Linked DNA regions of Mus musculus: all the other regions are linked to region 2. The links are chromatin contacts, called in public promoter capture Hi-C maps. All regions are on one chromosome and are shown on one strand. The core of a region is the stretch at or near the end of the contact, and the rest is flanking DNA. Distances in the headings are between cores, read along the strand shown.

Evidence for each region. Capture Hi-C pulls out chosen DNA fragments and counts their contacts.
Region 1: a promoter capture Hi-C map of liver shows a contact between it and region 2. The contact joins two enhancer-like sites. A contact is called at or near these places in 2 of 39 promoter capture datasets (the C10 cell line and neutrophils), 4 of 15 datasets of contacts at CTCF or cohesin (CD8 T cells, embryonic stem cells, large pre-B cells and 1 more), 29 of 484 Hi-C or Micro-C datasets (B cells, the C10 cell line, CD4 T cells and 21 more), 6 of 115 datasets of contacts at active chromatin or transcription factors (the 230-238 cell line, the HPC-7 cell line, acute myeloid leukemia and 2 more) and 3 of 9 other capture datasets (adipose tissue, liver and pancreatic islet).
Region 3: a contact with region 2 is called in a promoter capture Hi-C map of adipose tissue. The contact joins two enhancer-like sites. A contact is called at or near these places in 2 of 9 other capture datasets (adipose tissue and liver).
Region 4: a contact with region 2 is called in a promoter capture Hi-C map of liver. The contact joins two enhancer-like sites. A contact is called at or near these places in 1 of 484 Hi-C or Micro-C datasets (uterus) and 2 of 9 other capture datasets (adipose tissue and liver).

What each region holds. Positions count from the first base shown.
Region 1 is chr2:11,332,010-11,339,412 of GRCm38.p6, forward strand. 8030442B05Rik (RIKEN cDNA 8030442B05 gene) reads right to left here. Exons shown (of 3, transcript NR_040615.1): 3 at 6,357-7,134. Among named protein-coding and RNA genes, the nearest start is that of Gm13293, 3.8 kb to the right of the region's middle. Within about 2 kb of position 1,487, at least 129 of the 459 cell types and tissues checked have an H3K27ac peak or open chromatin away from gene starts, as enhancers often do. A contact at or near this core is called in acute myeloid leukemia, adipose tissue, bone marrow-derived macrophages and 1 more, where this site is marked.
Region 2 is chr2:11,584,946-11,591,986 of GRCm38.p6, forward strand. It overlaps Rbm17 (RNA binding motif protein 17), which reads right to left. Exons shown (of 12, transcript NM_152824.1): 7 at 5,744-5,885; 8 at 3,983-4,146; 9 at 2,776-2,849; 10 at 1,922-2,020; 11 at 889-961; 12 at 494-783. The coding sequence ends at 680. Among named protein-coding and RNA genes, the nearest start is that of Rbm17, 15 kb to the right of the region's middle. Within about 2 kb of position 3,271, at least 22 of the 459 cell types and tissues checked have an H3K27ac peak or open chromatin away from gene starts, as enhancers often do. A contact at or near this core is called in acute myeloid leukemia, adipose tissue, bone marrow-derived macrophages and 1 more, where this site is marked.
Region 3 is chr2:11,362,778-11,369,916 of GRCm38.p6, forward strand. The region is part of intron 1 of 8030442B05Rik (RIKEN cDNA 8030442B05 gene); the gene reads right to left. Among named protein-coding and RNA genes, the nearest start is that of Gm13291, 19 kb to the right of the region's middle. Within about 2 kb of position 2,789, at least 31 of the 459 cell types and tissues checked have an H3K27ac peak or open chromatin away from gene starts, as enhancers often do. A contact at or near this core is called in adipose tissue, where this site is marked.
Region 4 is chr2:11,427,875-11,434,806 of GRCm38.p6, forward strand. The region is part of intron 2 of Gm31990 (a long non-coding RNA gene); the gene reads right to left. Among named protein-coding and RNA genes, the nearest start is that of Gm31990, 16 kb to the right of the region's middle. Within about 2 kb of position 1,542, at least 254 of the 459 cell types and tissues checked have an H3K27ac peak or open chromatin away from gene starts, as enhancers often do. A contact at or near this core is called in adipose tissue and liver, where this site is marked.

The DNA.
Region 1 (7,403 bases), core at 237-2,736, 250 kb before region 2:
CAATAGAGCCCATTATTACTGTGTACAATTAATAAATACTAGTGAATGGGGTGTATTGTAGGAAATAAAGGGGAAAACCTGCTTGTCATAAAGTGATTCAGAGCCCTGACAGCGAGCCTCTCAGGTCATGTGATCAAGGACTCTCAGTAGACAGGTCTTTGTGGAGCTCTTTGCCCTCCTGAGCTCAGTCTCTTCATCAATGAAAGGATCGTATTGATTGTATTCACTGGGTAAACACTCAGGTCACACAAACAGACCAGTGCAAACCTCCCTGAAACCAGCAAAGAACACTACAGATGACAGTGCAAATACTGTTGCTGACAGAGAGTTTGGGGTCATGGTCTGCTCAGTTCTCTTACAATTCCCCAGGAAGAGCCACAGATAGTAGGTTCTAGAAAGGAGAGAGCTGATGAGCAATGCTTTCAGCACCTAAGAAGATGTTCGCCAACCAGGAGATAGTTGTTGCTGAGTTTCTTAAATGCTCCCGTGCAGAAGACCCATAAACTTACCAACTGAAGTGAGCTTCACTCTTGTCATTTACCAAGTGAGGAGTGGCATTGTCCATGGGTATCTGAGACATGGTCAGTCTCCTGATATGGTACTCACCCTCCCATGTTGTAATGCAAGCTGTCTACTCTCCTATGTCACTTCCTCTTCCTGACACTTGCAAGAGAAGGGGTGGGGGCTGGCTGTTATTTTTCACTACCAGTAATTCCTCTGCAGCCACCTGCTGTGTCGCAAGGTTTCTAGAATCAACCAACACACCATGACGTCTTCCCCCTAAGATCAGGGAGTGAAGAAGACAGAGAGTAGACTGTAGCTAACTGCGTAGGGCACTAAAAGGGGGTCATGTTGTAAATTAAGGAAAGCCAGGGCAGAAGGATTTGGGTGTTTTGGTGAGAAAATTTAGGAAGAGAGTTATGAGGGACATCTCCATGTGGTCACTAACTCAGCTCAGATCTAATGCAGCGATCCAACCCCGGTTCCTTCTGCTGGCCTAATAACTTCAACGCTGCTTTTTCTCTCCAGTCTCATGTGCACCTCACGAGATGTGCGCTCAAATTTGTTTCCACATACTAGCGGCAGAAAAAAGAACACAAAACTCTAGCACTTACTTCTCCCTCCATCTCTACTCGGTATGGTCCCCTCTGTGTCAGACATTTTTCACAGTGACAATTTGATTGGACCTAGAGTTTTTAAGTTCAGATGCAGGTACCCTAAATTCAGTTGCCTCCGTGGCTGGAATGACCACATCCCCGCTCTACCTAGAACACTCTTTGCTCATGAGTTTGGGGAAGTAACCAAACCAGCCCACCAGACCATGCTAAACAAACAACCCAAGGGAAGGGCCAGGCTTCCTGGAAGGCTAAAGGGCTTGCACTGATGCCCGCCTTTAATCGCGTTTGAGCCATTTAAACCACATGATGGCAAGCTTCCGCTGCCCCTCCCCTACAGCCCAGCCTCCCGCTTTTTCTCTTGCTGTGCTTCCTCATCTCATGACGCTGGCAAACCTTCAGGCTGCTTATTCAACCTGTCGCAAGACACTCTCTGTGCCAAAGAAAAAGAAAGAGAATGAAGGGGCCCTGTGCTGGCTCCAGGGCACTGGCTGCCAGGCTAGCCCAGGATGATGCAGCCCAAGGCCCCATCAATAGCTGGAGGCAAGCAACACAAACGAGCCTTCTGATTCAAAGTCTGCACCTAAGGAAAAAAAAAAAAAGAAGGAGCTAATTCTTAATGTCATGATCCTGTGCATCCATAGCCGAAGCCCATAGCCACTCACGTTCATACGATTACTCAAACAGATATTTGTTGAGGGCCTACTATGTGTAAGACACTACGCAAACAATCCTTTACTTGTATGGACCATGTAGAATACATAATGACTCTTATGACTCAGCAAGAAAATAACAAAAGCCCGAGCTAAAAATGGAGGAATTGAATAGATTTTTTTTTCTCTAAAATCTGGACAAATAGCTAGTAACAATACGAAAAGATGTTCAATATCATTAGCTGCTACACTGTGAATAATACTATTGTAAAAATTGTGCAATGTGTCTTTTAAAAAATAGTCTGGCAATTAAAGATTTTTTTAAAAAAAAACTGTACACTCACCCTCTTCCTGCTGCCTTCAGATCACGATGTAGAACTCTCAGCTCCTTCTCCAGGACCATGCCTGCCTGCTGACATGCTTCCCACAATGACAATGGACCAAACCTCTGAATCGTAAGCCAGCCCTCAATTAAATATTTTCCTTTATAAGAAAAAAATAAATAAACTTACCACATGAGCTAACCATTACTCTTACAGTTGTGTACTCAAGAGAAACGAAGACACGTGCACATAAGAAGGCCTGTACAAAGCTTCTTTGAAACTTCATTCAGTGTAGCCAAAAAGGAGCAACATCAGAGGCGATCAACCGACAGGCAGAAGGGGTGTGCCCATATAATAGAATACTACTCAACAGTTAAAAGGAACAAAGTGGCTAATACGAGGTGCAATAGTAGTAAGTCTCAGAAACACTAACCTACATAGGCGAAGAAGGCACAAAAGAGTACACAGAATAGAATCCCATTTACATAGAAAGTCCAATACAAGCAAATCTAATGAGACAAGAAATAGGTTATCGATTTCAAGCTCAGAGCATAAGGAAAACTGAGTGCTAACGGGCACAAACCCTTTGTGAGGGGTGATCAGAATGTCCTGAAGTCAGCTTGTGGTGATAACTACACAACTCTGATAATATGTAGAACAATAAAGTGTGGACTTTAAAATGGCTGTTTTGTGAGATTTATATCTCAATAAAACTTGTTTATAAAACCATATCACCTCCTTGCTGAAAGGTTCCTGCAGCCTCCAGAACAATGCCGCCTGTTGCTGCTGCTGTTCGTTACCCATCAAGATAGAAAGTAAGTCATGACTGCTGAGCCATGTGCTTTAGTTTTAGGACTTGGTGAGATGAGGCTAGGACTAAGCAGAAAGGTTTCCTTCCTATTGGCTGGCCTTACTCTGCTGTGAACCCCATATACTCCAATACATGTACAGTCATGGAATGACTATCATGGAATCATCTACTTCTTTTGGCTGGATTTAAGGCTCTCAGGATGTTTTAATATCTACTGAGCTTCCTTTTGAGCTAGGAGTTCTTAGCATGTAAGGATCACATTGTATCTTATTGGTTAAAAAGAAAAAAAGAAAGGAAAACCACTAGAGAGTTCTGTTATGCCTTTTGTGACAGCCTAAAACTGTGGGATGCAGGTATGTTCTGAAGACAAGGATAGCATAATGCATTGAGAGATAGTCTCCTCGAGGTGAATAATAGCAAAATCTAGAGTAGCTGTCCTAACACATAGAAGATCTTCAAGAAATATTCACGGAAACAATTAGAATCAGTGGACAGCATTCAACAACAAAATCACAACTGGTCAAAATATTCACATCTATATCACATGTACCAGTAGCATCCCAAGTCTTAGGGACCATCATGGAAGAAAAGATCAAAAGATTATAGGAGCCAGAGCCTGGGGAAGACAAGAGCTGACCAGTGTATTATGGACAAAACAGGACAGCTACACTCATGAGTTCATAGCTACTGTGGTTGTCTCCACATAACCAAGCCAGTCAACATTCTGATACAGAGCTGGGGGGAGGGGTGCTCAAGAACTACCACCCTTAGCTCAGGAGACACTGATGGTCGGAGAATTCTCAGGGAGATGATTCATTTAGGAAGAAAGAAAGAAAGAAAGAAAGAAAGAAAGAAAGAAAGAAAGAAAGAAAGAAGGAAGGAAGGAAGGAAGGAAGGAAGGAAGGAAGGAAGGAAGGAAGGAAGGAAGGAAGGAAGGAAGGAAGGGAGAAGGAAATAAGGGAAGGAAAGAGAGAGGGGAAGAAAGGAAGATAGGAGAAAGCAGAAAAGTATTTGGAACAAAGAACACAACTTTGCCTCTCAACCATAACTATTCCAACACACTTGGTATTTGGTATTTGAAAGAAAACAGCTTTTAAAGTCACCCTGCTTCTGGTAGCAACGTGTTTTTGTTGTTGTTTTTCTTCCTGGATTTGCAACTGTAACATCCAGTTGGAGTCTTCCCGTGTTTATCCAGTTCAGCAGGTGGCCCTGCGTGTATCTCTGCCCCAGCAACTGGATACATGTACTTACAGTGTGCATTTAAGCAGATTCCCATGGCGTATATCACTGCAAGTGTCCCCCTGATGGTTCACAGTCAGAAGGACTCAAAGCACTGCTGGTGGAAGCTGATAAACAGAACACTGATTACTAAAGGTGAAGGGAGACTTTCCCACAGAGGGGGAAAACATTTTGATTACTTTCCTATTTTTTTTAGGAAAGAAGTAGAGGAGTAGAAAAATGAGTGACCCAGGTCAAGGGCTCACGCCAGCCATGGTGCGATGCGTGTCCCATGAATCAGCAAATCAGCAGGCAAACCACAGAAACACATCCCGCCTCTCAGCACAGACCGGCCCTCCACACTGCAGACAATGAAAGCTTAGAGCACCACAGAGCAAAGTGGCAACTCAGGCTAAACCCCACTTATCAGGGAAGATAAGGGATAGGCTGAAAGGAGAGCCACGGACACACCAGTCAGGACTGCAGCTAGCGCTAGCATGATAACAGGAACGGATTTCTTCTCTTGTGTGTCCTTAGAATTCATCTCCCCCCACAGCTTCATGTGCTTACTAAATGATGTAATGGATTTAGTCTACGCTACACCAGAAAGCCTCAGAAACAGACAAAGCATAAGCTCTTCATAAAGATCTACAACCTAAGAGGGGAGACTTGAACACAGATAGGGTAGTTGGATGCCTACTAAAAGTCAAAGGTGCTGCATAAAGTTATGAGGGAATGAGCTGCTTCCAAATAACACCTAGACTGCTCATTCAGGGACGGTTCCATAGGACAGCTGACTCAAGACCCACACTCTCTCCTTCATTTTTATATTAATGGAGTGTTTCACTTTTTAAAAAGAATTATCGCCCTTATTTAGTGTGTGTGTGTGTGTGTGTGTGTGTGTGTGTGTGTGTGTGTGTGTGTGAGTCTGGCTCTGTGTATCTATCTGTATGTATATGTACATGTATATGTGTGTATGTCTGTATGTATACTTGCCATAGAGATGTTAAGGATGTTAGAGAACAACTTTCAGGATCCGGTTCTCCTCCTCCACTGTGTGAATCCCAAGGATTGAACTCAAGTTGTCTGGCTTCTCCGCAGACACCCTTACCCACTGAGCCATAGCGCTCACCCATAGATTGTTTTTCTATGAAACATCCCCAAAATCAGGAATCAATCGATTACACTTCAGGTACACCACCCGGTCCACTACTCATTTTTAGAAATAAAGTTTTGTTGAAATGTAGTCACGTTCATTCATATAGGGATTGTCCATGGATGAATTCACCCCACAGCACCAGGGGTCAGTAAATTATGTGCCCACAAAGGGTTTCCTATTTGACAATAAAGCACTGCCAAAATTTATACTAAGAAGAGAAATGTAGCCAGGCATGATGGCACACGTCATTAATGCTAGCACTTGGGAGGCAGGTCTCTGTGAGTCAGTGGACAGCCTGCTCTGCCTAGTTAGCTCCATCCAGCCTTGCCAGGGCTACGTAAGACCCTGTCTCAAAAAACACCACCACCAAAAAAATCTACCGAACAACCGAAAAATGTAAAGATCTAACAGCAAAGGCTTCAGAGAAATAAAACCTGATTGAATCACCTAACAAGTTCTAAGTATTTGGAAGTATAGTGCATTATGAAAAAATATTAGCATAAATACCCAGCCACTAACACGAAGTCACTGACTCTCCAATGAGCATCCTCATGGAGGCAAGGGGCCTTGGTTTGTTGCTGTTTTTTTATTAGATGGGTTCCTATTATATATATATAGTACCACCCTCTCACTTTAAATATTTTTGTAAATTATTCTTAAACATTCTTAAACATTTATTTTCCATATAACTGCCAAAAGATAATGGAAACTAATAACCAAATAGGAACCAATCTAATACAACAACAATGACAAAATCAAAGCCCCTTGACTCCATGGGGTCCTCTGCTCCATATACTCATTGAAGACAGTGACTTTGTATTAGTGGATGGGAGAAATGATGTGTGTTTATGCTAATATATATTATATGTGTGTGTGCATACAATGTATCAACAATAATTTTAATTATTTTTAACTTAGGGTTTTACTTTTATTTTATGAACATTGGTGTTTTGCCTGCGTGTATGTCTATGTGAGGGTGCCACATCACTTGTTGGTATTTTGCCTGCATGTGTGTCTGTGTGACGGTGCCACATCACTTGGAACTGGAGTCACAGATACTTGTGAGCTATCAGTTTTGGGAAAGGTGTTATAATACAATAAACATGACCTTGACAAGTTAGACTTTTAGACAAAGAATTCCAAACTACAGCCCAATGAATATAAAAATGTAGTAGACGAGAAAGGTAATCTTTTTATGTTGGGAGAAAATGTGGATTATTTAGTATTTTTAGCAAAGGTTTAGGTAAGGATGGTATAGTTAGCATAAGTATTTATTTTCATTCCTTCCCATACCCTAATAGATAATGTTCATGCTGGAGAGAGGTGATCAGAGAGCAAAAGCACCTAACACCAAGCCTGGTGACTTAAGTCCCTGGGACCTACACAGTGTCGCTATGGGGGTAGTTGGGAACATAGCAGCATCTGGAACTAATAGAACTATATCATTGGTACAGGTCTTTAGGCAGATATTGGGGCCCACTTCCCACCCCCTTGCCTTTTCTCCCCTGGCCTCCGTGAGTAGCATGAACAGCTTTGCTCCACCACATACTCCCACCACGGCATTTGAACCCACCACAGAGGCAACCGGTCAAGCAGCTCAGGGATGAAAGTTCTGGGACCGTGACTAAAATAAGCCTTTCCTCCTTTTAAATGTCTGCGGTGCTTCATGGCAGATACAGGAAGCCACATGCGGGTGGGGCTGTCCTTGATGCTTTCTTCCTGATGAAGAAGTGAGTTCTAGGGCTGTCACTGCAGAGTCTCAACCTCCAGTCAAAGCCAGGTACACAGCGCTGCTTGCTTCTGACTGGGTAAATGAGTGCACTCCCACGCCGTGCAGACTTTCCACCACAGAGGCCTGGAAGGTGCCTCAGTAGATGAGACAGAAAGAAAAGACAGGGCGGAATAGGCTTAGTCAGAGAAGTCCACTCCAACCATTCTGGGGAATGTAGCTATGTCATGTCAAACCCCATGAGGCTAGTACCAGTCAGTACCAGGCTAATGGCCAGAAAGTTCAGAGAAGAGGCTGGGACTAGAGCCAAGAGAAATCCAGTTTAGCACAGGCAGCAACAAGCATAGTGGAGGCTCAGTGAAGTACAAGCGAGACTCAGTAACCACAAAAAATTG
Region 2 (7,041 bases), core at 2,021-4,520:
TGTGCACCAAGTTTCAGATTGTGTTGGTATATTCCCAAAGTAGCTGGTGTACACGCTTATAAGCACCTTCTGGGTTTGAGCTAACTGATGTTTTTAATCCATTCTAGAATGATTTCCATACCCATATATTTCATAATCCCATAGCAAACCCTGTAGTCTGGCTTAAACCGCAAACAGCTCAAGCCAGGTCACTTGGGCTCCTGCCTCCTCAATCACAATTCACGCTAAGAGGTTTTCCCGCCCAGTCGTGTGCGAGCCTTCTCTACTAGAGAAAGCAAGCGTCTTCACCTCAGGCAGAAGCCAAGATGACTTCGTATCACGACGCATGCAGCTACAGCTCCGTAATGTGAAGGCTTTCTCAGGAAGGAGGAAAGGAGGACTGAACACGCACGCCTTCTAACTAGACCTTGTAGTGCCCGACCTGTGGCGTGGCACAAATCCCAGCAGAAACAATCAACAGAAGCAGTGGAGAGAAACAACCAGAGAGCACACAGATTTTTAAAGGATTTTTATACTATATTAAAAAAAACACAAAATAAAAAAGGGATCCATCAACATATATTTTAGAAGTCCATCCAAGAGTTTCAGTGTCCACCAGCCATGGACACAACAGCCATGCCTGTGTCATTGTTCAGTCTGTAGCTCATGTAAGGATCAAGGAGGTGACTTTAAGTTACAATCAAACTTGCTCTGCTAGATCCAAGACCCTGAATTTATCCAAATTGTAGAAACATGCTTTTACCACCCGTCCACCAAAATACCTCCCATTCAGATCCACCACAGCTGAAAGGCAAACAAAACAACGGTCAGTTAATACAGGGATCTTGAAAGACATGGAGACAAATAGTAACTTTAATATTTGCTAAATTCTTTAATAGTACAACAAACCTTTAATTGCTGATTCGACTCTCTCAAATTCTAAAAATATCCGTACTGCTTCATCATCAGGGGCACCAGGAATCTAGAATGGAAAGGAATGTAGGAATAAAGTTGTTTGTGCACACACTCTAATTTCAATTATTAACATATATGTATATTCGTGTACACATACTCGACAAAAGCGGTCAGCCATCAAGGAAATAAACTGCTCATATCATAAACTGTGTTTTTGAGGTTCTGTGTTAGGGGGCTGAGACCACATACCTAAAGCTAAGTAATGCAGTCTGTAATCGAGTGTTATACAGTCAGCAGACACAGGGTGAAGCAGCAGCAGCAACAGCTACACAGCTGTCCTCACAGGTCTACATTTTCACTAGCTTTGTTTAGAGGTCCAAGCTTTCTACAATATGGCTTCATGGCATGTATGTAAGCATGAGTCCAGCTAGTTCCCAGGAGTCCTCACCCAGCCCAAAGCCCCTTCCTCTGCCACCCCCCCCACACTCTATTCAAAGCCTGGCTCACATGTGACAGTAATAAGGCCTTCTTCATTTGTTTCGGCTGACAGCATTCTCAAGATCTCAGTGCCAATACTCCTAGGTCTACTAATTTTGTATTTCCTGGTTGTTATGTGCTGTCTCTTCATCTGAACATATCCTTGAAAATGCAACACGTTTTTGGTGTCTTAAATGTTCTCAGTACAGAATGGGCTCCATGAGAGGCATGAAATACTTGCAAATGTAAAATGTTTCCATTATACTACTAAATAAACTCTACTTTTGTTTTTACATTTAACACTACCAGACAGCTGGGAGTAGTGATGATGCCTTTAGTCCTGGCACTTAGGAGGCAGAGACAGGAAATCTCCGTGAGCTCAAGGTCAGCCTGCCTACAAAGGAGACCTTGTCCTACAAGCAGAACAAACACAAATCACCCAGTCTAAGTGAAATGTGTTGGCTTTTATAGGGAGACAATGTTACTAGATCAACGCCACTTGTAGAGGGGGACTTATAATCCACCAATTGCAAGAGAAAAATCTCCGTACCTCAAATATCACACATTTCCCAACTTTGCCATATTTTTCACATTCTTCCTTGGTTTCAACTTCCAAGTCTTCATCGACCTCTCCTGCACCAACCATGTTCTATATACAGAGAAGCAAACACAGGCGTAATTTACAAATGTCTGCAGCTTTCAGAAATAACACTTTCTTTCATAAAGGCAAATGTTCTCTCCCCTCTACTCAGCCAGAACTAGAACTTTGCACACACTGGGAAGTGCTCCAACACTGAGTCCCATCCTAGATGTGGGATATGTTCTAATCCCAAAAGACAGAATGGAAAATTCTGCCTCTAAGGTACTAGAGCTGGCATTTCTGCAAACAGAGAGCAAGCTCTGAAAAGTGTTATAACAGTATCTGTGTACCAAAGAGGATGTTTCAGAATTGTCTAACCATTTTAACTAATTAGTCGCTGCAGTCTCATGTAACATTTTACTGAGAGGATAACCTAAAACCCATCTGTAAGGATCTACCCAAAGGTATTATTTGTAAAAGTATCATTTTCAACAATCTTTTCAAAAATGTATTTTTTAAAAAAAATGTATGGGCGTTTTGCTTGAATGTATGTCTGTGTACCATTTGAGTGCCTGGTGCCCTCAAGAGGCCAGAAGAGGGTAGATCCCCGGGAACTGGAGTTATGGACAGCTGTGGACCATCATGTGGTTGCTGGGAAACAAACTCGGGTCCTCTGGAAGAGCATCGCATGCTCTTCCCACTGAGCCATTGCTCCAGCCCATATTCTCAGTATTTTATAGGCTACCAGTGGGACTTTGTGAAAGCCTGTAAAGACAGGTAGACGGGTGACATAGGAGCAAGGACAAGTTTCTTTTACTTCTTACCCTCAGCAAGACCACTTTAGTAGGGCACTTAAGAATTTCAGTTAATGGATTTGAATCCGACTTCTTGGATGCATCTGTATCAAAACATGAGACACTATGATCGTTAGTTTTAATTTTCCTAATCTAGACATGTAAAATCTAGACATAATTAAATCTAGAGGTCTAGAAAGGTCTGTGAGAATGCCTGTGAGACAGTATCTTAGTTATATTTACTGAAATGGGAGGAACCCTGAAGTTTGGGGGCCCAGACCAAACAAGGATGGGAAAAGGAAACCAAGGACTAGTTAGTATGCATTCACTCATCACTCTCTGCTCCCAACTACATGCTACGTGACTAGCTGCTTCATGTTCCTGGTGCCTCGACTGCCCCTTAGTAACAGATTGTAACCTGGATTTGGATCGAGCCAAATAAACACTTCCTCTCATAGTTGCTTTTGTCAGGTTATTTTACCACAGCAACAGGAAATGGAACTGAGGGAACAGGAAGTGTTACTGAGTCCCAGCCCAAGACTAATTCAATCACATGCCAACTTCATCACTGTGTCCTAGAGTCATCTATGCACCAGGCCCTGCCGTAAAAGCATGCTCCTCTTTGCTATATGCATTTATAGTATTATCTGAAAGTTTCTAGCTTTTACCCACCATCTTTTGCTCATTTCACTTCCTGAAGGGCTGGCAGAGCACAGTTTATAATATTTACTGATAATCTTTGTCTTGGAATACCAGTTTAAGGTTGCTGGCAAAGACAATTATCTAGTTACTAGCTACACTGACTTTAGATCCTACTGTAAACTGAGATAAGTCTGTTTTTAACTAGCAGCTAGCAGTGAGGCGACTGGCTGCGGCTGAGGCTGTGCACCAACAGGATTGTCAGTGGACTTGTTACCAGAAGTAAACCAGAACCACATCTATACTGAAAGGAAAAAAGCCTGAGACCCAGGGAAGGCGCGGAGAAAGCAAACACAATCTTTAAGCATTATATCAAGCTCTAAAGATACTTTGCCTAATCAAAGCAGCTGGGAAATTTTGCTCCCACAAACATATTTCATGTCTGCCTTGGTTCTGAAACATAAAGACAAGTCTGAGACTTCTTGGTTTCATAATACAGAAGTGGAAAGCATGTCACAGCAGCAGGAGCAGTCACTGCTCCCCGAGGAGGATGCACCATCCCTCTGGAATGAAGGACCCACACGCTCTGTGAACTTACCCTGAGCCTCGCCCTTCTCTGTCGCATCCCCCACAATGATCTTGCCGCCACGCTTGCTGGTCTTCTCCACAGACAATGCAGTACTCAGCCCTTGCTCGTGTTTCCCCAGTCCCTGACCTTCCCGGAAGCCATACTTCTGCATAATCTTATGAGCCACTGTGCCACTGTGAGGGAAGGAAGAGGATCCTTAGAGCTAACGCCACTGATACCAGAACACACTGGACACACTCTGGCCACAAAGAAAGCATTTGAAAAACCTTTTCCCGTGTTAAGAGCACTAATAGAATTAGATTCTTGGTCTGCTGCTTTCAAGAGGGCAGCAATTTACTCCCGGTGTCAAAGGTCTCAAGGGTGTCCCCGTCGACTCGGCTTTGCACCCAAGCTCAGCTCCCACTAGACCTGCACCTACTTATATTCTGCAGTTCCTTTCAGAGATCCTTTTGAACAAACTATTTCAGGGCAAAGGAAACTCCTACAAAGGCTAAACTATTCTGTATTGGAGCTTTCTTAAGTACAAGTTAAAAATCCAATTCCTGTTTAAATGAAAACCAAACAAAGCGACAATTTTTATGGTGAGCAGGAAGGACTAGACCCAGAAGCTTTCCCTGCCCTCTTCCCCTCCAGTGCAGCGCGGTCAATGACCGGGCACTGTCCTCTAAGACAGTGTGCTGGAACCACACCAACAGATGCAGTCTCCATTAGCAGCTGCTGAGACAGTGTGACTGAAGAAAGAACTCCCATTATTTGAAAAGTCCTCCTGCTGCTCATGAGTCCAGCTGTCTACTCCAGCTTTCTTTAGTACCTCCTGAGGGTTCTCAGAACCTAGACTACAAGCAGCACTCTGTTTAACAGCACGGAACAAAAAAAATAGGGCGATGCCACCTGAGCAGTCTTTCACAGCATCAGAACAGAAATGAAATATAGTGGCACCGCACTCCTGCAATCCTAACATCGTTACTCCAGAGACTGAGGCAGGTGGTCAAAGAATAGTCAGTTTGAGGCCAACCTGCGCTATAAGGAGACAAAAATAAATAAATAGATAGATAGATAGATAATCAAATCCACTAGTCTCATTCAAATGTCAATCTTAAATTTGATTTTTTTTCACCACACTATGACAAATACTATAGTTAGACTGACAGAGGTGTTGTCTGTCCGGGGGAGTGGTTAGGCACAGAGCGCAGCATCCGAGCAAGGGCCAGTGCACAGCAGCAAACCTTCCACCACTGAGCCCATCTCCAGCCTACAGTTTCTTAGAAGCAAAGGTGTAAAAGCACAGTCTAAGGCAAACAACCCATTTCCTCAGGAAAACCCAGTGCCCCTCATCCTTTGGAGAGAACATGAAGCATCTCCAATTCCTAGAGCAACTTTATCTGCATATTATGAGAAATGATATCATCAACAGAAACTTCTCCTGCGGAGCACAATGTGTTTAGATTATCCCTGACTTATATAGAAGGCTGCTTTGTACAAACCCTCACTGTTTTGGAAAACACTCAGCATGGTATGAAACACTAATCCTTTATAGAGCAACATATGACCAAACAAGTATTGCTCTAGAAATCCAAGTGGATTCATTTTCAAAAGAGTTCCACCTATTGAAAAAAATCAGCAAACACTTCACAGGCTAGCCTAAAACTCAAGACTCCTTCTGCCCCCATCTTCAGGGTGCTGTGACTGCAGGACTGAGCCACACCCCCAACCTCAGAGTCTTAAGGCACTTCAACATTCTCTCGGCTAGACAGGACACTTAGCACTCACCCCATGTTAGCAAGGAAGGAGTTGCTGGGGCCTGTTGGAGATCTTGGTCTGTCCGGCTCCTCATACACGGGGGGAGGAATAGCAGCTTTGGAAGACTGTGATCTCGGTCTTGAGTCCTCTTCATAAGGAAAATCGCGGGGTACTGTTGAAGAAAAGCAAAGCAGGCTCACTCAGCTCTGCGAAAACCCCAGAAGGTTCACTGGCTTCCACTCTCAACCGTGAATGACATAACCTACCTTTCTGTTATGTTCTTTCTTTCCTAGAGAACAGCGTCCCTATCTCATAGTTTTGGTTTACAGGATCTGTGTAGCGTTTTCAAAACCAGAAGTGGAAGGGGATTCTCCGTTCTACTGGGCATATGCTCCCAAGTGTCCTTTTTCACATCTTTCTGAAATGCTGCTCACCTGTTCAAGCCCTTACTTAAAGGACATCTCTTTCTAGACTGTAAGATCTCTGTGTGCTCCAAGGAGATGCAGTGTAACAACTCTCAAGAGCCCCATAGCATAAGCGTTGCTCTAGACACTATTTTAGCTAGCCGCAATGACAATTAAAACCCATCTTTAAAGTCAGGACCATAAGGACCGTATTACCCACTTGTGCATTAGCATCAACAGGAAGCTGTCAAGACATCAGATACATGGGCCCTGTCGGCAGAAACTGGTTTATTGTTTGTCAGGTGTTTTGTTTGTACAATATATATTTAATCATATTCTTAAATTATCTTCCTTTAAAACATAATAGTATAATGCATATTAAAGAATATTGGGGCTGAAATAGTGGTTCAATGGTTAAGAGCACTGGCTATCATACAGTGTATATCATATCATACACTGGCTATCATACTGACCAGGTTCAGTTCCCAGCACCACACAGTGGCTCATAACCTACATAAATCCTGCTCCAGGAGATACAATGCTCTATTCTAACCTCCACAGGTACCAGGCACAATGCAGGCAAAACACTCATACACATAAAATTACAATAAAATAAATATCTTCAAAAGATTATTGATGACTCTGTACTGGCTGGTTTTGTGTGTCAACTTGACACAAGCTAGTGTTATCACAGAGAAAGGAGCCTCCCTCGAGGAAATGCCTCCATGAGATCCAGCTGTAAGGCATTTTCTCAATCAGTGGTCAAGGGTGGGAGGCCCATTGTGGTGGTGCCATCCCTGGGCTGCTAGTCCTGGGTTCTATAAGTAAGCAGGCTGAGCAAGCCAGAGGAAGCAAGCCAGTACGTAACATCCCTCCATGGCCTCTGCATCAGCTCCTATATCCTGCCCTGTGTGAGTTCCAGAC
Region 3 (7,139 bases), core at 1,539-4,038, 220 kb before region 2:
CTGTGTGTACCAGGCTTGCTGGCCTGGAACCTTGCCAAATAGGCTAAACTATTCAATGGCCAGCAAGCTTCCAGGGCCAGCAAGCCTGTCTCTACCTTCCACCTCACTGTTTCTAGGATTGTAAGTGTCTGGCTTTTTATATGGGTTCTAGGGCTCTGGACGCAGGTCCCTCATATTTACTATATATTTTATTTACCTACTAAGTCATCTCCCCACCCACTTGAGACTTTTCTATTCTTGTTCTGTTATATTGAAGCTGAACTGGAAAATAAAGCCATTATGGCAATCATTTATGAAGAAAATCAATGGAGGATTTTAATCAATGAAACTCTACCCAGAATGCCTTTTATACGTGCCAGCAGGATTGCTCAGTAGAGGAAGACTTGCTGCCAAGCCTGACAGTCTATCTACAGTCCCCCATACTGACACGGTAGGAGAGAGCTGAACCCTGTAGTTGTTCTCTGACCTCCACACCTGCACTGTGGCATAAGCACATGCTCACACCAACGGTAACTAAACGTAATTACAAGTGTTTAAAGGCCTGGCACCAAAATTCAAGCATGGATGCCCTTGCTATGTTAGGTGAGAGTGCTGTGCTGTGTTGGCTTCAGTCTTTCATCTCCTTTACTAACCGCCTCTTTGATTATTCAACCAATCACAGCAGTTAAGGGAGCCTGCACAGATTCCATTCCACCTGGATGGGCCTTAATGGGTACGTAAGTTTCCACCCAGAAGATGTAGAAAGCAATAACCTGGGTGGAGGAACATGGTGCAACAGAGTCACAGAAGCATGAACGGACATGATGTGTTCGGAATTGGTAGGCTATCAACTGGGACAAGGAAACAGGGCGGGTAGGGCACCCGAGGAAGAAATGTCAGACACACTGGTCCCCCATTCCTCCCGGCCTTGAAAATCATTCTAAGACAGTTGGACCAACCCTTCAGTGTCACCAACCACAAACGTTTTCCTTGGGTTGATGTTTTCATGCAAACCCAAGGTTAAGTACAGCCCTGAACTGAAGGAAGAGAGGACCAGTCCCAGGTGGTTTCAACAAGAGTCTGTGCTAAGAGGTGACAACATTCTGACAAATAGTGACTTAAAAAGTAAGTAAATAAATACATAAACAAAATAAATGGAAATGTGAAAAAAAAAGATATAACAGGCATTTTGCAAGTAAAATTGACAGTTGTAAACACAAGGTTTTGTTTGCTTTGAGGAACAGGAAACTCCGGGAGCCTTCACCTAGGCATGTGTCATTTTTAACAGGGACAAATGACGATCAGCTGGCTGTTACATATAGTGTACAGACTGTTACCTTAAGCAGAAAGTGAAAGCAGGACTTAGTGGGAAAATCCCAGACCCTTCTAGTTCTAAGTAAACTGAAAACAGGCAGGAGAACTACGGAAAGCCTGGACTCTCCCAGGATTCAAGGCATGGCCAGACAGAATTGGGACATTGTCTCTGTCATTGTTGTTTTAGCACATTCTCATGCCAATAGAATAGACCGTGTAACCAAAAACTAGAACTCAAAAATCCTTTTCTAATGGGACTAGACACTTTGTACCTATGCCAGCTGCCCTTGCACCTACCAAGACTATTAAATTGAAGTCAGTTAAACTGCACTGGTGAAAGGGGCCAAGATAAGCTTTAATTCTTCCAATTAAAGAAAAATCCTCTGAGATGTTTCCAGCAAAATTCAAGCTTTAAGCTCTGTCAACAGTCCTTAATTCAACACAATCTAAAGAGGTTTACCTACAGGTTATACCTTTCATATCTGTGTAGCTTGACATCAGAGGTGCCCACTATCATTTGGAAACTATGATCTTGTGGGTGGGCCTTGTCTGTGTTGTGCTTAGACCGTAGCAAGAAAAACTGATACATAAGTAATTATGAATGTTCTAGTTTCATTTCTGTTGTTGTGATCATCTAACCTGGGGGGTGGGGTGGGAGGTGGAAGGCCACTTTAAAAAGAAAAAGGTTTATTTCAACTTACAATTCCGGGTTGTGGGAAAGTCAAAGCTAGAACTTCAAATCGCTAGTCATATCACATCCATAGTCACGAGAAGGGAGAAATGAAGACACACTTATTTATTTGTTTGTTTGTGCTCATCTTAAAAGTGGAGACACTTTTAAGCAGTTCATGGCCTAGGTAATGGTGCTGCCCATAGTGGGCTTAATCTCCCTACATCAATTAATTTAAATGACAATCTCTCACAGATGTGCCCACTGGCCAGCTCTATGTAGAGAGCTCACTGAGACTTTCTTTCCCTGTGATTCTAGGTTGTGTCAAACTGAAATTGAAAAGTAACATCCTAAGTAAAAATAAATGTCCCGTGGTGGAAAGAGGTCACAAGTTGCTAAAATGTAACCATTGATGCTTATGAAAGTATTCTCCCACACTTCAGGTTCTCTGTGTCCTTTTTTAATTCATTTCTTTTCTTTTTTTTTTTTTTTTTTTTTTTGATTCTTCTGCCAGGCCCTACCCAATATTGATTGCCTACTGTAGCCTTTGTTAGGCCTTCTGAGACCCTTCTGTTCATTTCTCCCAGGCTGAGGCTGGCTGTCCCTGAGGTCTCAGATGTATACGAAAGATAGATCTGCTTAAGCCTACTCAGGAAGACAGAGCCAATCTGAGTAAAACCCAGCTTAGCTTATATCGGAACTGATCCTTTTGATCGTGGGTGTTGACTTCCCATGAGTGGCTAGGAGGAACATTCCATGGGAAAACCCAACAACAGACAGAATGTCAGCAACACCGGGTCTCTCTCGTGCATCTGGATTTTGGTTTACTGGAGAGTGTTGACCTATTTGCCTGGAGGCAATTCCATCTGGTGTCCTCTGTACTATGATGTCATGGGTTTTCCTGAAAACTCCCTCTGGAAATATCACATTTCAAATCTCATGAGAGGATCCAGGAACTAAAATAAGAGCAACTCCAGTAAGTTCTGGTTCAGAATAAACAGTCTTCTAAAATCTGGCTTCAACCCTGAGTTCAAGATAAATGTAAATATAATTTTTGCCTGAGACCAGGCCCTCAGACCTTCTGACTCTGATGTTCTGTAATCTACATTCACTGGAAACAATAAAAGTAAATGTATTATTTATTTTATTCATTGCTGTGGCAGAATACCTAATAAACACTTCCAGAAAGGAAGGATGTATCATAGCTCGTAGCTTGAGGGTTCAATCCATCATGGTCGGGATAGCATGGGGCCTGGAACTCTAGACAGCTTGCCACAGAGCCCACAGTCAGGAAACAGAGAGATGACTATGTTTGCTCAGCCCCCTGTCTCTGTCTGATTCTCCTGGGACCCCAAATGTAATACAGCCTGCATCAGCATGAGTCTTCTCTCTTCAGTTAAACCTTTCTGGAAACTCTCTCACACACAAGTGCTCGCACACACACACACACACACATACTCACACCTAAAGGTGTTTCTATGATGATTCCAGGCCCAATCAAGTTGACAATGAAGATTAATCAACACAATGAATTAAGAAAAGAATAACTTGTATTAACATCTTTACAGACAATACCTACCTTAATCCTTACTACAACCCGATGAGGGGGTTAGTTGTAACCTCATTTTAGAGATAGAGAATGTAAGACTAAGAGAAGCGAAGTCCCTCGGTGACAGTCACTCTGCTTGCAGAGACATATCTGGAATTAAAACTCAGCTCAAGCGCTGGGCGTGGTGGCGCACGCCTTTAATCCCAGCCCTTGGGAGGCAGAGGCAGGCGGATTTCTGAGTTCGAGGCCAGCCTGGTCTACAAAGTGAGATCCAGTCCAGCCAGGGCTATACAGAGAAACCCTGTCCCGAAAGCAAAAAAACAAACAAACAAAACTCAGCTCAACGTGAAGCAAAAGACCTCAGTACCGGCAAGTGCCTCTGCTGTTGCTGAAATAAAACACTGTAACTAAAAGCAATGGGGAAGGGTTCGGTTGGCTTTCTTACACTGCGCAGGCTAGCTTCATGTCAACTTGACACAAGCTAAAATCATCTGAAGGGAGCCTCAGCTGAGAAAATGACTCCATAAGATAGGGTTGTGGGCAAGCCTGTAGTGCAGTTTCTTAATTAGTGATTGATCGGAGGGAGCCCAGCTCATTGTGGGTGGGGCTACCCCTGGGCAGGTGGTCCTGGGTTCTAAAAGCAAGCACAGGCTGAGCAAGTCGCATGGACTGAGACAGTAAGCAACACACCTTCTCCATGGCCTTTGCATCAACTCCCTCCTCTGGGCTCCTGCTATGACTTTTGTAAGCAAGATAAACCCTTTCCTTGAGCCGGGTGGTAGTGCTGTGTGCCTTTAATCCCAGCAGTTTGTAGACAGAGGCAGGCAGATCTCTATGAGTTCGAGGCCAACCTGGTCTATGGAGCAAGTTTGAGGACAGCCAGGGCTACACAAAAAAATCCTGTCTCAAAAAAACAACAACAAAAATAAATAAATAAGTAAATAAATAAATAAATATTTTGAAAGAAAAATAAAAACCAAAAGCCTTTTCCTCCCCAATTTGCTTTTGGTCATGGTGTTTACCAACAACAAATTTAACACTAACTGCCACACACATCCAGGTCACAAGCCATCACTGAAGGAAGTTGGGGCAGGACCTCAAGCAGGAAGCTTGAAGGCAGAAAGCATGAAGGAAGGCTGATTAATCGCTTGCTATCTCTGCTTCTGCTCAGCTAGCTTTATTATGTAACTCAGGGCCTAGTGCCTAGGCATGATACCATCTACAGTGTGCTGGCCCCTCCTACATTAACTAACAATCAAGAAAATGTCCCCCACAGACACATGTTCCCCAGCCAATCTGATGGAAGCAGTTCCTAACTGAGGCTCCCTCCTTGCAGATGTGTTATGTTGACAGTAAATAAACCAAGCAAGTAGTAAGTCCTCTCCATCCTTTAGAGGCAGGACGTTTCCCACACCCCCACTCTTCTCTATGTGGCTCAGTCTTATCAACCAATAAATTCAGGAACATTTATGTGCACTTGTTCATATGTGTGCATACATGTGCTAGTGTGTGCACATGGAAGCCAGACATGAGGAATGGGTAGGTGTCTTCTTTGATCAGTCTTCACCTTTTTTTTTTTTTTTTTTTTTTGAGACAAGGTCTCTTATTGAACCCGGAGATCACTAATTGGGCTGACTGGTCTGGTCAGTAAATCCTAGGGCTCCTGTATCTCTGCCTCCCTAGCCCTGATGACAGAAATGTCTGGCTTTTTTATGTGGACGCTGGGGATTGAACTTACATTCTCACGCTTGCATGACAAACTCTTGGCTGACTGAGCCCAGTCCCATTTCCAGGTTTAATGATCACATGCTTCCAATGTTATTATCTTCCCTCAAGACTAAGGATGAAGGTGGAACAGAGGGGAACGAAGAGAAGAAGAGGGTAGAAGGCATGCATATGTTTGCTCCTGGGTTTTGTTTCCCCAATCCACCTGACACAGACCCTTAAGAGACAAGCCTTGGCTTTGCCTGCTCATACTACTGTTTTCCAGGAAATAGAAGTCGGCTGACCACATTTTACTGTGTTTGCTTGTTTATAGATCTCTTCAGTATAAGCTCAACGACTGAAATGGTGTCTTATGCGTCTGTAGGTCTCCTATACTCAAAACATTGTCTAGAATAAAGGAATGAGTGAGTGAGCAAATGGATGAGAGTGAATGAATGAATGAGTGAGTGAGGAATGGATGGATGAGTGAGTGAATGAATGGATGAGTGAATGAATGAATGAATGAGTGAATGGATGGATGAGTGAGTGAATGAATGAATGAACAAGTGAATGAATGAATGCACATTTACAGTGCTAACAACAACCTTACAAAACAGTTCCTTCTTAGCTCCATTTTTTTCCTGTTTGTTTCATTGAGTCTTCTAAACAGGTCTCAAATAACGTAAGCTGGCCTCAAACTCACTATATAGCTGTGGATGATCTTCAACTCCTATTCTCCTGCCTCAGTTTCTCCAGGGATGTTATGACTGGCATGCACCATCTCATGTCTGACTTCTTAGCTATTTGGCTGATGAGCAAACCCAGGCTTAAGAAATCAGTCAATGGCTTGCCCATAGTCACACTGGTTGTTCACACGATCTGGAAGTTTCCGATCTAGATTGCCTCCCCAAATTCAACATGACTTTTCAAAGTCGCTCAAGAGAGATTTTCTGAATTGTGCTTTTTATTCCCCATATGAACTTTGCTGTGTCTTGCTATCTGAAGATGATGACTTGCTCAGTCAGAGAAGTATCATAATTTATGTCAGTTCTCAAAGCTGACCCCTGAAAGACATGGAATTAAAGACTGGGATTTTTTTTTTAAGTTAAACTATGTTTTACACTATAAGAGAGAAGGCATAGAAATCTGTGGTTTAAAAGTGGTGTGTGTGTATATATAAAGTTAATAAGAGATGAGAACACTGGTTAGTTTTTTTTTATTGTCAATTTTACTTAGCCTTGAGTCACCTGGGAAGAAACATGCTCAGTGAGGAATTACTGAGCTCAGGTTGGCCTGTAGGAATGTCTCTGGGGTTTTGTCTTGCTTATTAATTAGTGTAGAAATACCCAGCCCACTGTGATTAGCACCATGACCCTAGGCAGCTCCTTGTAACAGTGAAGGAAGCTAGCTGGTGAAATAAGCAACAAGGATGTGTTTATTCTCTCTGCTCTTGACTCTGATGGTGATGTGACTCCCTGCCTCAACTTCCCCACAATGATGAGTCATATTCTGCAAGTAAGCTGAGGACTCCTTCTCCCCTCGTGGCTTTTGGTCAGGATACTTTATCACAGAAAAAGGAATTCAACTAGAACACCAGTCCAGGTCCCCAGCTCCCTAAGCAGTCACTGCATGTGATGGGGACCAGTTTATACACAGGACTCAAGCCGTGGGCAGTTACAGTGCTTGGCTCCCATCATGACCATCAGCATCAACCGTCAAAGCTAGCAGTGGCTCTTCCCGAGGTGGCTCTTCCTGCAGTGGCTCTTCTTAGCTTTCCAGTGGTTTGAATTTACCATAGTCGGGGAAAAGAAACAGTTAAACATTTGTGTTGTGCAGCCTTCTCCTTTCCTTTGGCGTTTTAAAATTTCCATGTATTTAAGTGTAATTCAATATGTGCATCCACACAGATTAAACTTGTCAAAA
Region 4 (6,932 bases), core at 292-2,791, 160 kb before region 2:
TGGGCTTTGATCTGAGAGTTGCTGGGAAAATCTCTCCATGGTAAAGCTGCATAGAACTACGCATGGGTACACCAGAACACATAGAGAGTACATATAAAACAAGGTCAGTCTCCTAGTTGCAGGGGATCTTTGCTTTCCTCTGGCCTGTGGATACTACATATATGTAGGGAGATGGGGGGGGGGAGCAGGGAGAAAGAGAGAGACAGAGAAAGACAGAGAGAGAGGAAGGGGGAAGGGGGAGAGAGAGACAGAGAGAGACAGAAAGACAGAGAATGAATAATAAACAACCTGGGGGCTAGAGCGATGGCTGAGTGGTTAAGAGCACTGACTCTTCTTCCAGAGGACTCTGGTTCAAATCCCAGCCCCCACATGATAGCTCACAACTGTCTGTAATGCAGAATCTGACCCCCTCACACAGATATACATGCAGGCAGAACACCAATGTACATTTGAGAAGTAGAAAATAAACAACCTAAAGTTATACTTTAAATTAATAATAATTATGCTGGTAGTCTTATCTATAAGAGGCTATTTAGCCCTGCCAATCTGCAGGTTCTCAGCTAAGGCTGCTGCTCTGAAAGAGCCAAGCTTTCATCAGCAGAAGTCAAGTGAGATGCTCATAGGTGATGTGTGCACTTAACTGTTACTGTCCTACTAGACTCTCAAATATCCGTGCCTACACATGAAATGTTTCCCCAGTGCAATCTGGGGCCTACATACATGTGAGGCTGTGTGATCTTCTACATCACCATCCTGGGGGGTTAGGTGTTTGTTTTGGTCTTGATTGGGGGTGGGGCGGTGTTGATAGTTAGACTAGCAGCTCACTTATGCTAAGCACTCATGTTTAGTACTCATTGCCTTAAACTTTTTGTAGACCTTGTAAACTTTTTGTGTCCTTGAGCTCCAGCCAAGATTAAAGGCACACACCACCACACCTTGCCAGCCCTTGGTTTTTGGGACAAATCTCATTACCTTATCTCAGACTGCCTTGGAACTTGGCATTGTCGCCCTTGCTGGCCTCAAAAGCTCAATCCACTCACCCCTGCCTCTGCAGTGCTGGGTTAGAGGCGGACACCATTATGACCAGATTGAGATTGTCAACCATTTGTCCATTTGTCGCTTAAAGTGTAGCACTTTTATTAAATATACCTTTTCTAAGTTATGCCTTAGCTATACTTCCAACCCATGCATGCAAATAAATAGCAACCCCTCCCCTCCCCGTGCTAGTCATTCATTTGCTGTGTTTGTTTGTTTGTTTGTTTGTGGCCTTTTGCAGCCCTGGCTGGCTTGGAACTTGTTAGGTGGAACAAGCTGGCCTTGATTGAACTCACAGAGATCTGCCTACCTCTGTCTCCCAAGTGCTGCGATTATAAATTTGCACCCCACTGTTGCCATTTGTGGGGTTATTTAAATAACATGCCACTCACAATCCTGATCAAAAGGCCAACACTTCTAAAAGCAAAGGTAACCCTTGGCCAGAGACGTTCTCTAAGTGATCAAACATTTCTCTATTTCTGGTCCTGTTCTTTCTCACTGGGCAACTGTCACTGGGTACTTCTCTGGGTTGAGAAATTGAAGTTTCATTTCTTCAAAGGACAGGATTCTCCCATGTACATACAAAAAATATTTCCCTGTATGCTGATATAATCCCTCCATTCAAAGCACAGGATCCAAACTAAAGCTTCCTTCCCATTCCTCCCTATCCATAGGCACTCTAAGAGACCACATGAGGAACTGGGGGGAGGGGGGAGGGGGAGGTTGCTGTGTGGCTGCTGCATTCAAAGATGAGCTCATGGGAACACTCCCAGAGACCAGCACTTGGGTGACCCTGTGCGAGCAGAGCCCAGCTGATCTGAGTCACTGACTGGGTGATCCATCACAAGGCATAGGATGGGGTTCCTGTGAGGGATCAGCAGCAACTTCCTGTCTGTAGTCAATCCAGGAAGGCTTGGCTGAGTCATGCAGCTGGCTGAATCAACTGCTTCTCACTGCCCGCCCTCTCACTCCTCCTTCTCTGAGTCACAGGCAAGCTCTGCAGAGAATTCAGGAGCGGCAGGACCAAGGTCTTGTTGCTGTAACAACAGAGAACGCAGAGGAGAGGGTGGTGACAGCAAGACGCAGTTCTAGCTAGCAGAAGGCCCCTAAAGCCCCAGATGAAAGGTTAGAAGGCCCTAGGCAAAACAAGACAAACAAACAAGTGAAAACAAACAAACAAACAAAAATGGCACCAGCCTCTCAGAGGAACCCAGAAAGACTAATGACCAGTCTCAAAAGTCTCTTAGATATCATGCAGTTTAGAATGAGATAGAATTCTGTTTGCTTTCACGAACCTATGGCCTGTGCTTATGTGCTTGTAATTATGAACATAGGCAGCATTCATTAGCCCCAGGTGTGCCTGTCACTTACAAGACCCTAACATGCTCAGGTGTCGCTATGTTGGGGTCACTTGCCCTCTGCTTTGCTCTGAAGTTATGGTTATTGTTAAATCTTGCTGCATCCTCTTGTTTAATGCATTACTAAAGTAGCACCACCTGCCTACCAGCAAATGTCTGTGTATGTTTGGGATCATCCTTTTCAACAGATGTCCTTCCCTTCTTAATCTTGCATATAATCCATTATCCTTTATACATCTCTCCTTTTTCTTTTGTATGTGTATGTTTATGCATGCATGTATACATGCAAGCTCTTGTGTGTATATGCATGTGTGTGTGTGTGAGAGAGAGAGAGAGAGAGAGAGAGAGAGAGAGAGAGAGAGAAAGAGAGAGAGAGAGAACCACTACTCCCAGCTTTTAAAAATACGGGCTCTAGGGCTCAACCTCAGGCTTTCAAGCTTTCATTGCAAGCACACTCTGGCTTAGCTCTCTCCCTACTCCTATGTTATTTATTTAAGTCCAAGGTCAGATGTTTGCAGCACCGCTTCCTTTTCCAACTGTGAGGAAGGATCTAGTCCCGGCTTCTGATCCTGGCTGGTAGATCCTGGTCTCCTGTTTGTGTCTCTTCACATTATCACAAGTTTCTTGGTTGTCTTTGTTTGTTTTAATGATTTGTTTCTAATTTCTCTCTGTAGGGAGGGTCAGCAGAAAACATAGCTCTCTGCTTTTACCATATGAGTTTTGGAGACCAAACTCAGGATTTAGGCTTGGGGGCAAGTAAGTACTTATATCTGCTAAAAATATTTGTTTCTTTATTCTTTTGTATGCTTTGTATGTGCATGCACATATGTGTATCTGGGTGCACACACATGTATAACTCGAAAGTTAAAAGAGGGTACAGAGTGCCCTGTTCTAGCTCTCTCTGCCTTATTCCATTACACTCTGTCTTTCATTTAACCAGGAAGTAGACTGGTGGCCAACAAGCTCCAGCCGTTCTTCCATCTCCTCTTCACCCCCTTGCTGGGTTACACACATATTCCCTGCATCTATGTTTTCATTTCATGTTGTTTTAAAGACACAGCCACATAGGGTTAAGGCTCAACTTAATGACTACAATTTGCATACCTTTACAAAGATCCCCATCGCCAAATAAGGTCACCTTTGGGTTTGATCCCAAAGTGCCACCCACAGGCTCATCTTTCAAACCTTTGTTCTCCAGTGGGCTGCAGGGTATTGCAAAGCCATGCAACCTTCATTGGGTGGGAACTGACTGGTGGATGTAGGTCCCACTGTAATTCCAACCTAGCTCCCCTTCTGTTTGCCCTTCTGCTGCCATGTGAACAACCCTCTACTCCCTGCTCTCACCACCAGAGATGGAGCCTGTGTGTCTTGCCTTCTGCCATGATGGACTGAAATCCCTCCGGAAGTGTGAGACAAAATGAGCTTTGCCCTATTGTTCCTGTTAGGTACTGTAGTCACAATGGCATGTAATGGCATACAGCCCATGTGGTGTATGCTTTACATCCTAGCACTCAGAAGGCAGAGGCAGCTGAATCTCTGTGAGTTTGAGCCCTGCCAGGTCTACAGAGCAAGTTCCAGAGTAGCCAGGGCTACATAGATAAATCCTATCTCAGGGGGGTGGGGGGGGGGGGGAGTTATACAATAACTTTTCCAAGTTCTAGCAGCTTGAATTCCAATGCATCTTTTATGAGAGGAAACAATTCATCCTGTAATGTACTCTAATCTGTTCTCCATCATCTCCTCACAGACAGCCTCAAGCTGGAGGAGGATGATAGAACGGCCTGTATCCTGCAGGGCTCAGGATTGGAAGTGCTTTATAAACAGAAAACGGCCTCAGACTTGTCAATTATGTGGTGGCAGGAATGCTTTAGAGAGCAGAGAATGGGTCCCCATGCACAGACATTCCCAGAAGCCTATAAGGCTAGGTCAGATGGGAACACAGACTTTTTACCACAGGAAACCAGGCCTTGGCCTCAGGAAAGGATCAGGGAAAAACTTCTGGTCCCCGTTTTAAATATTAGCTCTGTTGGCAGCTGCTCAGTCTGCCTTCTTAGTGCGTGCGTGCGTGCGTGCGTGCGTGCGTGCGTGCGTGCATGTGTGTGTGTGTGTGTGTATGTGTTGGGATAGTGCATGCGCGTGTGCTAAGTGCACTTGCGTGTGTGTGTTTGTGAATATGCCTGTGGAGACCAGAGAACAATCTTAGTCGTCTGTAGTGGTCTGAGAAAGAGTGGCCTCCTTAGGCTCATGTATATGATTTGGACAAGTAGCACTACTTGAGGAGGACTAGATGTGACCTTTGTGAAGGATGTGTGTCACTGGATGGTGAGCTTTGGGGTTTCAAAAGCCCAAGCAGGCCCAGTCTCTCTCTCTCTCTCTCTCTCTCTCTCTCTCTCTCTCTCTCTCTCTCTCTCTCTCCCGCCCCCCCCCCCCCTGCCGCCTGCAGATCCAGATGTAGACCTCTCAGCTACTTCTCCAGCACCATGTCTGCCTGCATGCCTCCACATTTCCTGCCATGGTGATAATGAACTAAACCTCTGAACTGTCAATAAGCCCAAAGTAAACGTCTCTTCTATAAGAGCTGTTGATTGTGGTGTCTCTTCACAGCAACATAACACTGACTAAGACAATGTCAGTCCTCAGGAAATTTCCATCTTGTTTCTTGACACAGGCTGTCTTGGTGGTCTGGAGCTCATCTGTTAGGCAAGGCTGGCTGGCCTGAGAGCCTCGGGGACCTTCCTGTCACGACCTCCCAGCACTGGGATTACAAGTGTGTGTCGCCTTTGTAAGTGGGCTCTGGAGACGAATCTCAGTTTCTTAGGTTCTGCTGCAAGCACTTTACCAACTGAGGGAACTTCCTAGCCCTCATTATTACAGCCATTATAGTCATCTATACTTTACATATAAGTTGGCAGGAACAGGGACATCATAAACCTAACAGTGGTCACATGCGCGTGTGCGCACGCGAGCACACACACACACACCCACACACACCCACACACACCCACCCACACACACACACACACACACACACACACACACGAAGCCTGCATTCTTTTCTTTCCTTACTCCATTGAAGATCTATGAATGCATTAAGAAGATGAACACATTTTCTTATTCTGTATTTTACGGAGATTCTGTCTGATCAAACTTGACCTCAGGCTTAGTCTCCAGATCTGAAATTCCATCTTCTCCACATGACCTGCTGCTCACTAAAGAACTGATATGAAATCTTTCCACACAGCCAGAGGCATGCACAAGCTACGGAACAAGTCAGGCGGAAAGGAACCCAAGCAGAGAGCTCTGCAGTCCAAGCAGACCTATGTCCAGACAGGCTGGGAGCCACACATCTGATGTGTTCTTTGGGGCAGAATTAACCTCGGTATTCCAATATAATGGTGAGCTGGTCATAATGACAGCTTCCACCAGAGAGCCAAAGTAAGGGAGAGGAGAAAGGCATTTCTACAGATCTCAAAGCGACTCAAAGAACACTTATCTCAGCACCTGCCTCTACTGACCAGTCACCAAACCAGGGCTCTTCATGGTACACTGACCTCTGGGATTCATAGCTTCACATCTGTCTTCTAGGCTGGATCACAACCTATATGAGGCCAGGGGCTCTTGTCTATGCTGTATGTTCAGTTCTACAGAGTCCTACCTGTTACAGAGACGAGTAGATAAACCCTACATAAAAATAAATAAATTCCTGCCCCCCACTTCTTCCACACCCACCTCTGTGATAGTTTCCTTTTATAATCCCTTCCTCTCCCTTAAACGTTCCACAATGCACTTGAACTTAACTTTAAGTATATACATGCATGTCTCAAGTGTGGGAGCAGAGAACACACACAGGCCTTCTAGACAGCCATAGGCCACACCGATGAGCCACACCCACTCCTCACTCACTAGAGAAGGCCCTGGGGCTATTTGGAGCGACCTTTATTGAATATTTTTTTTAATTAAAGGTTTTCTATTCAGTGACTTATTTAGTGTGAACAATAACCTCATTGAGATAGTCTGGGCATAGGGAGCTGAACATCTTGTTCAAGGTCACACAGTTAGAGGGGACTGAACCAGAAGTCCACTCAATGATATCTCAATGAAATATTGTGTTCAAACAGCTCATTGTCCTACCTGCTTGGAAAAGGCTTTGAAAGAGATCTTGGCTCCCCCGTCCTTCCTCAAGCACAGCAACCACACTATTCACCCACCCTGCTATTCAGCAGCCACATCTGACGTCTGACTTCTCACCTCTTGGCTTCCACTGCTCCCAGAACGCTGCCTTCAGAGTCTTTCAGTGGCCAAAGGAACACAAGCTCTGCTGACTACAGATCACCCGAAGCACCAGGAAATAAATGCACATGCATACTTTTCCAGCCCTCCACCTCACCTTATCTGAGATGTGAGAAACAAAACGGACCCTTGGTTTGGATGGTTCACATGGTCGTTGGCGCTGCTGCTTCTAACGAACCCAGACACACTTTGTCTTGGCCCTTGAAACTAGCTCCCAGACAGAAGAAGTGCATGAATGCTAATTACTCT